Regions from separate parts of the Sus scrofa genome. Here regions 2, 3 and 4 are each linked to region 1. A link is a contact called in public Hi-C and HiChIP or PLAC-seq data. All regions are on one chromosome and are shown on one strand. The core of a region is the stretch at or near the end of the contact, and the rest is flanking DNA. Distances in the headings are between cores, read along the strand shown. Region 1 holds the start of COX6C (COX6C protein). Region 2 holds the start of STK3 (serine/threonine-protein kinase 3). Region 3 holds the start of OSR2 (protein odd-skipped-related 2). Region 4 holds the start of VPS13B (vacuolar protein sorting-associated protein 13B).

Evidence for each region. Hi-C and Micro-C count contacts between places; a contact is called where the count stands out from the background. HiChIP or PLAC-seq counts read pairs in DNA pulled down with a chosen protein or histone mark.
Region 2: a Hi-C map of heart right ventricle shows a contact between it and region 1, with 2.9 times the contacts expected there. The contact joins the promoter of STK3 here to the promoter of COX6C in region 1. A contact is called at or near these places in 1 of 5 promoter capture datasets (fetal skeletal muscle) and 1 of 47 Hi-C or Micro-C datasets (heart right ventricle).
Region 3: a Hi-C map of skeletal muscle shows a contact between it and region 1, with 5 times the contacts expected there. The contact joins the promoter of OSR2 here to the promoter of COX6C in region 1. A contact is called at or near these places in 1 of 5 promoter capture datasets (fetal skeletal muscle), 2 of 47 Hi-C or Micro-C datasets (heart right ventricle and skeletal muscle) and 1 of 2 datasets of contacts at active chromatin or transcription factors (skeletal muscle).
Region 4: a contact with region 1 is called in an H3K27ac HiChIP or PLAC-seq map of alveolar macrophages. The contact joins the promoter of VPS13B here to the promoter of COX6C in region 1. A contact is called at or near these places in 2 of 5 promoter capture datasets (fetal liver and liver) and 1 of 2 datasets of contacts at active chromatin or transcription factors (alveolar macrophages).

The regions. Positions count from the first base shown.
Region 1 is chr4:37,073,164-37,076,263 of Sscrofa11.1, reverse strand. It overlaps COX6C (COX6C protein), which reads right to left and starts at 1,645. Exons shown (of 4, transcript NM_001097473.2): 1 at 1,572-1,645; 2 at 356-490. The coding sequence starts at 469.
Region 2 is chr4:38,010,182-38,013,281 of Sscrofa11.1, reverse strand. It overlaps STK3 (serine/threonine-protein kinase 3), which reads right to left and starts at 1,480. Exons shown (of 11, transcript XM_005655350.3): 1 at 1,220-1,480. The coding sequence starts at 1,245.
Region 3 is chr4:37,896,439-37,899,538 of Sscrofa11.1, reverse strand. OSR2 (protein odd-skipped-related 2) reads left to right here and starts at 1,604. Exons shown (of 4, transcript XM_005655349.3): 1 at 1,604-1,991.
Region 4 is chr4:37,818,662-37,821,761 of Sscrofa11.1, reverse strand. VPS13B (vacuolar protein sorting-associated protein 13B) reads left to right here and starts at 1,421. Exons shown (of 62, transcript XM_021090607.1): 1 at 1,421-1,605; 2 at 2,045-2,223. The coding sequence starts at 2,077.

The DNA.
Region 1 (3,100 bases), core at 396-2,895:
CAAAGTCAAGGAGAGATGCCTGAGAAGAAATCAACCCCAGAGACATCTTGATCTTGGATTTTCAGCCTTCAAAAAAAAAACCTTCTATTTGTGGAAGCCACCCAGTTTGTTGTACTTTGTTATGGCAGCTCTAGCAAACTAATACAGCTTCATTTAAAGATGGAGGAAAAGCCATCCGGGGCATATGAGGTGTCACACTGAGGTGAACAGTGAAAGAGTAAGAGGAAGAGAGCACATTAAAGAGGAAATTCCTTTTAAAAAGCTCTAAACTCTTTATGAAAATAAAATACATTTTCAAATTTAAAAGCACATCTTTGGACCATGAGCACAAAGTAAAAAAATCAAATATACATACCTTATAGAAAGTTGCAACCCCCAATGAGACAATGAATGCTCCAACAATATGAAATCGCAGACGCTTGGCCAGAAGGCCACGCATCTGAGGTTTGGTCAAAGAACTAGTAGCCATGGTAATTTTTCTCCTTGACAGCTAAAATAATAAGAAACAACTCTTAGGACATACGACACCTAAAGAATGCTTCTGCATAATACATTTTGTCACCTCGAGGCCCAGGCAGGAGAGCGGACCGACTACGCCCCCAAAGCCTAAGGTCTTTGCTGGCTTAGCCAGTTTCATCTCCAATACCCCCCGCCCCCGGCTGAATGAACATCAAATAATCAAGACAATCGCGGCCCAACACTAGCCAGGGAAGAAAAATGACAAAAACCTCCCGCAACTACAGTAAAAATTAATAGCAGCTCTGGACTGATATAAGTGTAAACACATTTCTGGCATTTACTCTATAAATTTACTACCAATTCATTTATTTAACCCTCGAGACAACTCTGTGGGGCAGTTATTCCATTTTACTGAGAAAAACGGGACGCATGAAGATTACACAACTATTTCAAGGTCAGGCGGTCAACGGCTAAGACTCGGCCGGGACCCCCGCAGGGCCTGCAAGGCCCGCTTTGTGACCCGCGGCGCGTGGGCCGGCTTCTGAGCTCTCCTGCGTGAGCCGCAGGGGCCGAGGCGCAAAGGCCGTGAGCGCGCGGAGAAGCTGCAGGAGGCCCACCGCTGACCTCCAGCCACAGGCACGGAGGCCCTCCTGCAGCTTCCCAGCTCTAATCACAAAGGCTACCGCAAAGCTGACGCAGGCCGAGTGCCGACGTTGCTCCTCACGCCTCAGGCCAGAATGAGGAAGAAATCACCCTCCCTTTTTGCGGGTGAAAACACTGGGATCAGACAGGTCAAAAGACACAACCAAGGTCACAATGAATGGAGAAAAAAACACAGCGAACACCGGGCCGAGCCGGCCGCCTCCGAAGCGCTCGGCGGTTCCTCTAGGCCCCCGGAGCAAACCTGACCCCTGTGGGTCCCCGCCGCCTGCCCACTTCCCCCCAGAAACTGCCACAAGAGCGTGCTGGGGTTGAAGCGGGCCAGAGGGCCCAAGTTTCCCGACCGCAAAAATGCAGAGTCACGACTCAACTCCAAAGCAGACCAAGGGCCGGCAGCGGGAGGCGGCAATAAGGTGAAACCAAACGAGAGACGCAAAAGTAACAGGACTCACCTCCACAACAACGTCCTTGCAGACTGACGGAGAAATGGACGGGGTTCCAGCACCGCGCAGGCGCAAAGATAAAGGAAGCAGAGAGGATCCCGCGACGGTGGCCGAAAGAGTTCAAAAGGCCTCCGGCGCGTCTCTCGCCGTTCACAGCTGAAGTTTTGTCTTTTTCCTGTACAACCTTGGATTTAAAGCTTGATCTTCCGAGTCACTTTCCTTGGTAAACTGGAGATATTGACCTTACTCATACACAGGATTGATATGAACTTATTAGGGAGTTCAAAGAGATTCAATATGTGAATTTTTAAAAAGTGTATCCTACAAAGACAGCACAAGTCAACCTGGGCATGGATTGCTCCAACTATGTGCACAAACCGACATTTTTATTATGATGACTACCTTTACACGTCTAGCCGCTTGTTTGAGTAACGAGACTGCCAAGTTCCAGGAGTTCACAGCCCAGCAGATGAGACATAGGTAAACAGATCAACACCAATTCCAAGCAGTGGAAGCTATCATGAAGATGTGACCCAGCTGCTCCAAAACCAACTGCCTGCTGGGCAGAACTGAGCAAGTTTTGATGGAAATATTTGTGTGGATTTTTGGTAAAAGACAAGTAAAGAAAGGCATCTGAAAGGTTATGGAAAGTGATATGTGAAAGAAAGTCTCTTGTGCCTTAGGGGTTTTTGTTGTAATAACCTGGATTTATACTGCATTATTTAAGTCATCTCAGCAAGCACTGTGAAAGTCATAGGGACACAAAAGATACATAATATTGATTCAACATATATTCAACATTAATTACTATGTACTAGGCTCTGCTATTATTAGGACAGACCGTCAAGGAAGTGGGCTTTTTGTTAGTTTGTTTGCCTTTTCTTGAGCCGCTCCCGCGGCATATGGAGGTTCCCAGGCTAGGGGTCTAATCGCAACTGTAGCCACCCACTTACACCACAGCCACGGCAACGCAGGATCCGAGCCGCGTCTGCGACCTACACCACAGCTCACGGCAACGCCAGATCCTTAACCCGCTGAGCGGAGGCCAGGGATCAAACCCTCAACATCATGGTTCCTAGTCGGATTTGTTAACCACTGCGCCACGAGAGTAACTTCAAGGAGGTGGTGCTTGTAAGGGAATCTTGGTCCTTCAATTTAACAGACATCCTGGGGAGTAAACCCCTTCAGCTACACAAATGGTGCTAATTGAAGGTCAAGTGGGTTTGTACATCAGCAACTTTTTTTTCAGGTTTCTTATTGTTGTTGAACCCAAGTTCATGTGCCTGAGGCACAGTGAGGCCAAACCTACACAGGTACAGACACAGACAAAGGTATCACAGTTTTCCTGCTTGAGTATAAAAACCTCTTTTTTCCCCTTTAATTTCAGGGTCACAGATGATTAAAATTCCTAGTAGCCTGGGTAGATCATTTATGGTGATACAGATCACTCACTCACATTTCCATGCCTCACTTCCAGATGAACTTGAATCAACAGTCAACTTACAAGGACCCCTAATGAAGATCAAAAGCTGGAAGAG
Region 2 (3,100 bases), core at 231-2,730, 940 kb before region 1:
AAACAAAATGGGGGAAAAACTGTATCCAGTTTTCTTCTATAGTATTAAAACTGGGTACCCAATCAATATTAGAATTGGGATATTGTAGAATGCCAGAAAAGAATCTATCAAGGGCTCTGCATGACAGCAGGTCTCTTTTGGAAACTTCTCCACAACCCCCCTTTCGCACCTGAACAGATGGTTTCCAAGCCTCAAGGCTCACATGTCCAGTGACACAATTCACAACAGCTCACAGAGTTTCTATCTTTTTAATTATTTCATGTTCTTGAATATACCACCTTTCACTTAAACTCTCTAGGTATCAAAACACTCTAGTCCTCACCAAAAGCATCATCTGGGAGAGAGATTAATACTCTTATTTTATAAATGAAAAATGAAAGACTTAAATGTTTTATCCAATATCAGTGGACTGATTCATTGTTGGGTGTGGGGACGCACACTGAGAATAAATATCTATGGAAAGCCTTGATTTAGCTTCCCAAGAGCACTTCAAATATCAGTTCAAAAGTATCTACTGTGTACTCTTACACATCCAGTATATCAAAGAATAAATATAAACAGTAAATATCAAAGCATCACTGTTTTTACATGCTAAAAAAAAACAAACAAAAAAAACCAAACCTGTATGGGGGGTGGGGTTCTAATTTAAGATTTCTGTCTTGCATCCATAAATACTTTTGAACGTGTGGAGGAAGGGGGAGGAACACCTGTCAGTGCAGCACATCTACAATAAGTTTTACAGACACTGTAGCTAACACACTGTAGCTATTAATATTTAATTCCTTGAAGTGTAAGTAAACAGCCCGCTTTCTCAAAAAAAGGGGGGTGCATATTATGGAAAACATTTGACAAGAAAGCCTATAGTAAGAAGTCCAATAATTTCCTAGTTTTACGTCCCCCAGCTTCGTGAACTTGCCACGAGGGAAAACTCTGCCCGCCCCAGGAGTCCAGCCGCTGGGCGCCCGGCGCTGCCCACCGACTTTCCACGCGCTCCAGGCCCGGCGGGCCGCAGGGGAAACGAGACTCGGCCTCCCTCAGGGTCCCCTCGCCGCACGGACCGACGCGGCCCTACACTCGGACCGGCCTCGAGACCCCCGGAACTCCAGGCTCCCGGCCCGGCAGTCAGGGAAGGGGTCGCGATCCAGCCCGGCCTAGCGGCCCCCGCCCAGCGGCCGCCGGCACCGCCTCCCTCCTTCTCCTTGCTCCCCGCGTTCGTTACCTCTTGGGCGCCGGCGGCTGCTCCATGGCGGCCGGGGGCAGAAGGAGGGACCAGGTGGGCGGCGAAGGCCGGAGTCGGGCAAGGAGCCGAGGAACCGGCCAGCCGAGCCCAGGGAACCACAGAGGGAAACTCCAGGAACTCGGACCAACTTTCCCGTAACTCCGCGGCGGATCCCCCTCCCGCTTGCGAAAGCGGCTCCTCCCGGCCCGCCCCGCCCCTCCGCCGGGGGCCGCAGTCCTGGGAGGGTGGGCGGAGCCGGCCGCGGCCCAGGCGTGGTAGGCGGAGCCAGGCGCCGGGGAGGGCTGCCAGTGGGCGGGGCCGGGGGCGGAGGCAAGGGGCCAGCCACTGGGCGGGGAGGAGAGAAAAGGAGCTGGGATTGGAATGGGGAGAGGGTGAGGCCTAGTCGGGTCCCAGAGCCTCTGCTTGCTGGCCTGGGGCATTCCTTTGAAGTGGGCCAAAGCTGCCGCTCCTCACTTGCCTTCATTGCTTTTGCCCCAATCAGATTTGACTCATTTCACTGGATTTCTCAAGAATACCTCCCAAACATCTTCAGCAGCCTTTTGAAGTACTAGCTGCCGACACTTCCCTCTCTAGTTCTCTTTATAATTATTGGTTATGTTTTCCCCCAGCCATCCCCCACTACGAGGGGTGCTTCTGGAAGTTCTTGTTTGATTTTAATTGTGGACAAACTCCTCGCAATAATTATGTCTAATTACAAAGAAAATAATTACTGCAGTGAGATCTCTCATGCACTGGATTCAGTGCACTGCTGGCAAACCTGTCACAGATTATGGTACATAGAAAAGTACTCAAGAAGAGTTTCTTTCCTTCCCTTTTGCCACCCTCACCCTCACCTGTCCCCAAGACATTTGTAATTTGACTCCTTCATGCATCCATATTGTGTGTGTACCATTTAACCTTAAATTTCATCTATAGAGGGTTTTTTGTTTTTTTGTTTTTCTTTTCTTTTTTTTTTTTTTAGGGCCTCACCCACAGCATATGGCCAGGCTAGGGGTTGAATCAGAGGTGTAGCTGCTGGCCTACACCACAGCCACAGCAACACAGGATCCAAGGCACATCTGTGACCTTCTCCACAGCTCACAGCAACACCAGATCCTTAACCCACTGAGCAAGGTCAGGGATCAAACCTGTGTCCTCATGGATACAAGCCTGCTTCGTTAACTGCTGAGCCATAACAGGAACTCCTATAGGTATCTTTCTTATGACCTTACATGGTGCTATGTAATGACCTAGCTTGTTTTTGTCAGAAATTGTCACGATGAAGATTAAAACAAAAGGTATGAAGAGAATGTTGTGAACATTAATCCAAATTATACTTATGTATGGAGACAGTCCTCCTTTTACGTTATTTTAAGTTTTTTCTATGTAATAAAATTACATGATTTATTTTCAAACCATTTTATTCTCCCCCTAAACTTAAAGTTTGTTAAGGCCATTTCCTGTTTGTTTAGGTCATTTTTTAAATTATAGTTGATTTACAATGTTGTGCCAATTTCTGCTGTCAGCAAAGTGACTCAGCCATGTGTGTGTGTGTGTGTGTGTGTGTGTGTGTGTGTGTACACATACCTCTTTTTCTTGTATTATCTTATAATATCTATTATAAGACCATTCAACTCATTGTTGAAACCTAAAGTCAAATTCTATGGACAGGAGAGATTATTACAGAATTTATACTTGTTTGCATTTATTAAAGATCCACAGTCTAACAGTTCAGAAGTAACAAGACAATCATTAAGATGTCAAAGCTAGGAAAAACCTTCGAAATTACTTCATTCTGTCCCTCACACTCACCCTCACTTCCATGCTCTAGTCCCATCTCCTTATACTTTATCAGAAAAAAATCTCTTTCAGGGAAAATCA
Region 3 (3,100 bases), core at 355-2,854, 820 kb before region 1:
TTAGGGAAAAACTTTTTTTTTTTTTTTTAAAGTCCTGAACTCAGGCATTCCGCTTCTTCCGCACTGTTCCTCAAATCTATTTTGAAGCAGTTAAATACTGAAGGATATTCAACGCTCGGGTCTCCGTTCCAACCTCAGTTTTTAACCTTAGCAAATTTGAAATTGGAAAGAAAAAAAAAAAAAAGATCTGCTATCTCTGAATTATGTTTTACCAAAGGAACGAAAAATTCTATCCACCTCTGCATAAATAAAATGGAAGGGATTTTATCTTAATAAAATAATATCCTGTAGCTTCTGCCTGGCTTCCCAGTCACTGTTTGACCTTTTGGCAGTTTTTTAGGCTTCTGCTTATATTTGTCCCCTTCCCCGCACGATTGAGATTATTTTAATTGTGCTTAGGAGCAGCACATCCAAAACCATATTCTGGCGGACCACCTCTGAACTGTGTACATCCGCTTGGCTCGAAGACCTGCGCCCCTCCAAGCTCAGACTTGCAGGGGGCTAACGCAAACCGCCTTTGGAGAACTCGTCTGGGACGAAGGGCATTTTACTCAGTGCTGCTCACGAAGATCTCATCTGGACACAGGCTTTTTAAGATGAGAGTATGTCATCCTCTTTCTGTCACTTGGTCCCCCTATTTCCAGAGTAGCTGAAGTGCGTTCTGCAGTTACACTCACACGGGACCGAACCTTTAGAAGAACCTGAAAAATGTATCACTACACTTCAAATTCGATTAAGTTTCCTGGCGAATGAACAATGAACCCTGTCTTTGCTAGGAATGGAGATGCACACGTTTGAAAAGCTAGAATAGTATTTTCCTAAATATTTTTAAATGATTGCTTTTCCCCTATTCCAGATGAATTCTTTATTGTTTGTCAATGGGTTGCAGATGCCCACCCCTTTAACCAAGTTAGCTAACTGCTTGTGAAATGTACATTGGCTGATTAAAGCTTAAATATTGGGAAAAAAATTCTCCTGGGATATTCTACATTGTCTTTGCAGTAATTACGAAATTAGTCAATTGTCACCTCTATAAACAAACTTCGTTTTGAAAACAACAGACGAAAGCAGACTATACATACAGTCGTAATTGACCAAAAGTATGTACACAACTGTATTTAAAATTAGGGGAAGGGTGATGTATGCTGGCGAATACAATCTAGAAGTGATTGATTTTTACCTACGAAGAAGATGGTTATGTTAAACGTGATTAGACGTGGAAATTAACGCGGCGAGCGCGCCAAGTAAAACTGCAAAATGCACTTTGGGCTTCTCTGCGGGGTCTTTGGGAGGCAGAAGGCCAGTTGTTCTGTTTCCAACATTATTAGGAAAAGTGGCACCGAGAAGGAAGAGGGTGGGCGTTGTGTTTGTGTGTGAGCTTTGAACTGAGTCACCTTGGCCATGTAACAGGGAAACCTCGAGCAAACCTGTCTGTGCCTTTAAGATTCAGTTGCTATCCAAACACAAGTAAACAGAGTGGACCATTAGCGGGCGCCCGGCGCGGAGGCGGAGCCTGGGCGCAGGGGGCCCGGCGCGGCTGCGGGACGCCCGCCCGAAGGGGAGGCGGGGCCGCTACTAAAGCCCGACTCAGCCCGCCGCGAGCAGCTTGGGGAGGGACGCGGGCGGGGACAGAGCTCCGTACGCTCGCTGCTGGAGGGTGATGGCCCTGCGAGGCTGCAGGCTCCGACCTTACCCGGAGTCGGCGGCGAGAGGATCGCAGAGGCGCGAGGTTCTGGGCTAGCGCTAAGTGCGAACTCCAACCACCCCGGGTCTTTACACATTCTGCGTCTACAGACTCTGACCAAGGCGACTCAGAGGATCCGCTCTGGTTTGAGCTGCTCGTCGTCCTCCAGATCATGTCCGCAGCTCCCTGGACTCCGCGCGGAAAAAGAAGTTTGTCAGGCGTGGACCCAATGACCTTTCCAAGCTGTGTGCCTCACTCTCTGGACCAGGTCTGAGTGGTGCTCCCCAGGCGGACCTTTCTGCTAGAGGTGAGTGTCTGTTCTGGGAACCGGCTGCAGCTGCCCTAAAGGAGGGAAGCTGCAGGGGGTGTAAGGGGGCGCTCAGATTCTCGGTCTGGTGTGCCGCGAGTTCAGACGTTTTGAAAAGAAATCGTATGCATGCACTCCAGGGCGTTGTATTTTTCACTTTATCGGATCCCAGGCACGCCGCTCCCAGCTAACACGCCACACACGCTTTCGTGAGCTGTTTTTAGGGTGCGTGTGACATTTAATCTAAGCATTCAGGAAGGCTTCTTATAAAAGCTGATCTACGTACGTTGAGATAAAACGCCACAACCTCATATTTTTCCTAACCCTACTGTGGGATTCCTGGTCCTCCCGTCCCGAGGCGGCCGCGGCAGCGCGGACCGGCCGGGACATAGAGTGTCTGCCTAGCCAGAGCGTTTCAAGAGGAAAGTAGTAGTTGAATCCTAGGTAATTCTCTAACCTCGTATTGGCCTTTTGATTTTCCTCTCATCCCTCCAGCCCTGGAGAAGGGGACAGAAGGCAAATTCCCCTGGGGTTTAAACGCTTGGATTCTTGAGACATGGCAACAGAGAAAAGAGTTGCCTTTGTAGGAAGAAGGGGGGAAAAAGGTGTTTGTTGGAGGGAGCGCTGGCTCTGTCTTTCTACCTGTTAGGAGGGAACAAAAGAGGACTGGCGTTTCCCAGGGCGAAACAGACAGCCACTTTCTCTGTTAAACAAACTGCAGTCCTGAGCAGAACAAGAAAATTACTCACGCAGGGGGGAGCGAGGGAGCAGAGAGAAACAGAACCCAGATTATGCGGAAGGCATCTTAATTTAATTAACTCCTTGGGAAGGCAGAGGCGCAGCGAAGGGGCAGGAACTTCGAAGCTGTTTCTCTCTGTTCACCTGATCTAGTCTGTCCATTTTAATTTAATTTTTTAAAAAATGACCTCCTTAGATCCAATTGGAGTCTAGCTCTCTGATTTTGTAAACATCTGTTGTGGCTTGAGCTGAAGTTCAGTGAGCCTGTGGATCCATCAGTCATTTCTCTCAGACTCCAACACACAGGTTTTAGCAGATGACCTCTGACCGTATATTATTTTTAGATAATTCGGTGTAATAACACATTACCA
Region 4 (3,100 bases), core at 172-2,671, 750 kb before region 1:
TTTGGATAATTTACTTTGTTGCTTTAATAAGGCCCAAATTACTTGGGTTATTCATCACAGCTTTCTGTGAGAGGACAGTTGCTCTCAATTAGCCATTAGATGCTGCTGCTTTTTTCCCCCCCCCTTCCTAACTTCCTCTTTCTCCAACCCCCTATTCGTCTTTCTTTTTGAAACTTAGGTCCTTATTTTCATTAACAAAATAGATCTAGGCCTCTTTCCTATCGCAGTTTCTAAAACTCTTTAAAGAGATAACAACTTGAATTCCAGTAGTTTTATGAATTTACTTATGAAGTGTTTTCAATTAAATGCAACAAAGGTGGATATTTTAATAACTTTATATGTGAAGTTTATTTTCAAAATGCAGTGGTAGGCGTCTTCTTTGGAGATTACTCAAAATAGGAAATACTGGTCAAAAATTACGCAGCATGGAGCTCCCGCTATGGTGAAAGGGGAAGCTCTAAGACGTAGGTTCAATCCCAGGCAGGGCACAAGTGGGTTAAGAATCAGGAGTTGCTGCAGCTGCAGCTTGGGTCGCAACTGAGGCTCAAATCTGATTCCCGGCCGGGGACCATATGCTGCGGGGTGACCAAAAATGGAAAAAAAAAAAAAAATAGAATGTCCTATGCTATCCCTTTAAGCCCAGTGTATATTTTTCTGATTTAGGTGTTTGAGTTCCTTTGTTACCTTGCAAGGTACTAGAAGAAAAAACATTTTATACATTCATTTCAGCCTAATAAAACCCAACACTGACTGTTAAAATCTCTCAATTCACTCCCTATCAGCTCTTTTTCATGCTGTTTCTAAGAGTCTCATTTTCTCTTTCCTTCTGCTATTCCCACCGCTTTTTTTTAAGTTCCACATATGACTGCAATCCAATGGACTTCCACCGTCTTGTCTTTAACCATTCCTTCCCCTTCCCGCAGGGGAACATTTAAGATACTTAACCACTCCTTCGCCAAAGTAAAAGAACGCGAGAGCCTGGCCACCCGTTTGGTAAAAACGCATTCCCCTACACTACATATCTCTTCAATTTCTCCTCTCCTCAGCCAGTGAAGCCTGGATCTCAACTTGCGCTCCCCCACCCTACTCCTACCGGCAACCTCATCGCTACTGCCTGTCCCTCTGAACCCAAGTTCTTCCCAGGCCTCCCGTTTCCTAAGAGAAACACTTGTTTTTCAGGGCCTTAAACGCTAGCACCCACTTTCTTCCTCTTCATCAGACCCCTGGCCCTGCGTGCCTCCTCACCCGAACCCTACCTCCACCACCCGCGGCCACTCTTCCCCAAGCGCCACTTCCGGATCTCCGGTGTCTCCACTTTACCGTTCCGCCCACCTCCCCGGCGCACTTCCTAGAGCTTTGTCCTAACCTCTAGCGGGGTCGGAGCCGAGACGCGGCCTGGCGGAGAGCAAGAGTCTTTTCCTAAAGACCCACTGACTGGCTTCTCGATCCTGAGAACTCCGTTCCCGCTGCGGAATCGAGTGGTGGACGTGGAGGGACAGCTTATTTCGAACACTCTGCGGGGCACACCCGGAAGTGGCGCCCTAAGGGAGCTGCGCCGCCGCTGGAGGCGGGTGCCAGGTACCGGGAGGTGGAGGAGACGCCACGGTAATTGTTGGCGTGAGTGTCAGGGGTGTAATACGACGGGAGGCCAAAGCCGGCCAGCTTCTGGCTCTGGTTCCATGGTGGTAGGTCCGGCTGGGTTCCGGGAGACGAGGGCCTCAATGAAGCGGCTGGGCTGGTTAAGGGGTGCGGCGGCCAAAGGCGAGCCTGCTTCACTTCATTCTCCTACTCCAGGGGACCCGCTTTCTTTAGGTCACCACCTTTTCTACCCCACTCTTTTTGCCAGGCGAGTTGAGGGAGTTGTAAGGAAAAAGAGCCTGGAGCAGAATCCACCTGAGTATTCTCTACTTCTTGGAGGAGGCAGCGGCCGCTTTGGTGCGGACTGTTGCTTTTCGGCCTCTTCAGCTCGTCTTGAGAAATGCTTTTTTCTTTGCTGCAGTACCAACTCAATTACCTCTAATGTTTCTGTCTTTACTCCCCTCAGCTTCTGACTTTGACGACTCTGTACCTTAAAGGATGTTAGAGTCATATGTGACTCCAATTTTAATGAGCTATGTGAATCGCTACATCAAGAACTTAAAGCCGTCAGATCTACAGCTTTCACTATGGGGTGGAGACGTGGTTCTCAGCAAGCTCGAGTTAAAATTGGATGTGCTGGAGCAGGTAAGCAGCGTAGCTGTCATTGATTGGAAGCATTTTCAGCTTGTTTTGAAGCCATCTGTTCTTTCCTGCACTTTGACTTTATGCTCTAAAAACTTAGTTTTTCTGCGGGCTACCTTGAAACTAGAGACATTCCTTTATAGAAAAAACTTTTTTTTAATGGTTTGTTGCTAGTGATGGATTGTTAGAATCATAATCCCACAAGTTGCCTCGACATATAGGAAAACAGTTTCATTGTTCTTGTCAGAATTTTTCACCCTGTTTACTCAGTTCTCAAGCATTACCAAATATGCTAATTTTCATTGCCAGGATTCTGTATGATGCTGGAAAATACTCTCTTTTTCCTTTTTTGGGAAATGGAAGGGTCTGAAAAACAGCAAGATCAGATCTTGAGGAAAGTTCTTTTAGTAGGAAAAATATTATTACCCATGGCATCCTCAGAATATTTGATAGACACAGATTGAGAATGCCAGCATAGTTGAAAACTTCTTAATCACTTTTAGTTTATTTTTTTAACGTGAGAATGGTCTGATGCAAATAAACTGTAACTTCAAAATTCACATACTTGTTAATTCATTTAGTACATTTATTATTAACATATGCCAGAGAACTATCAGGCTTGAGGATACAGAAATTATCCCTGGAAACCTAGAAGACTCAGAGACTATCTGTTGTTTAGGAGATAAGGGAAGATAATCTGATGGTGATGTTATGGATAATTTATATTCCACTGCTTTCTCTGTTACTGAATAATCTAGTGTTAACACTGAGAAATAGTATTCTTGGTTCCTTACCTTTCTTCTTTCCAAGGTTGATTGTCTTTATATTTTCATTGTTTTTTTAATGAGCACAAATCCTAAGTATACAGCTCAGTTTTTTG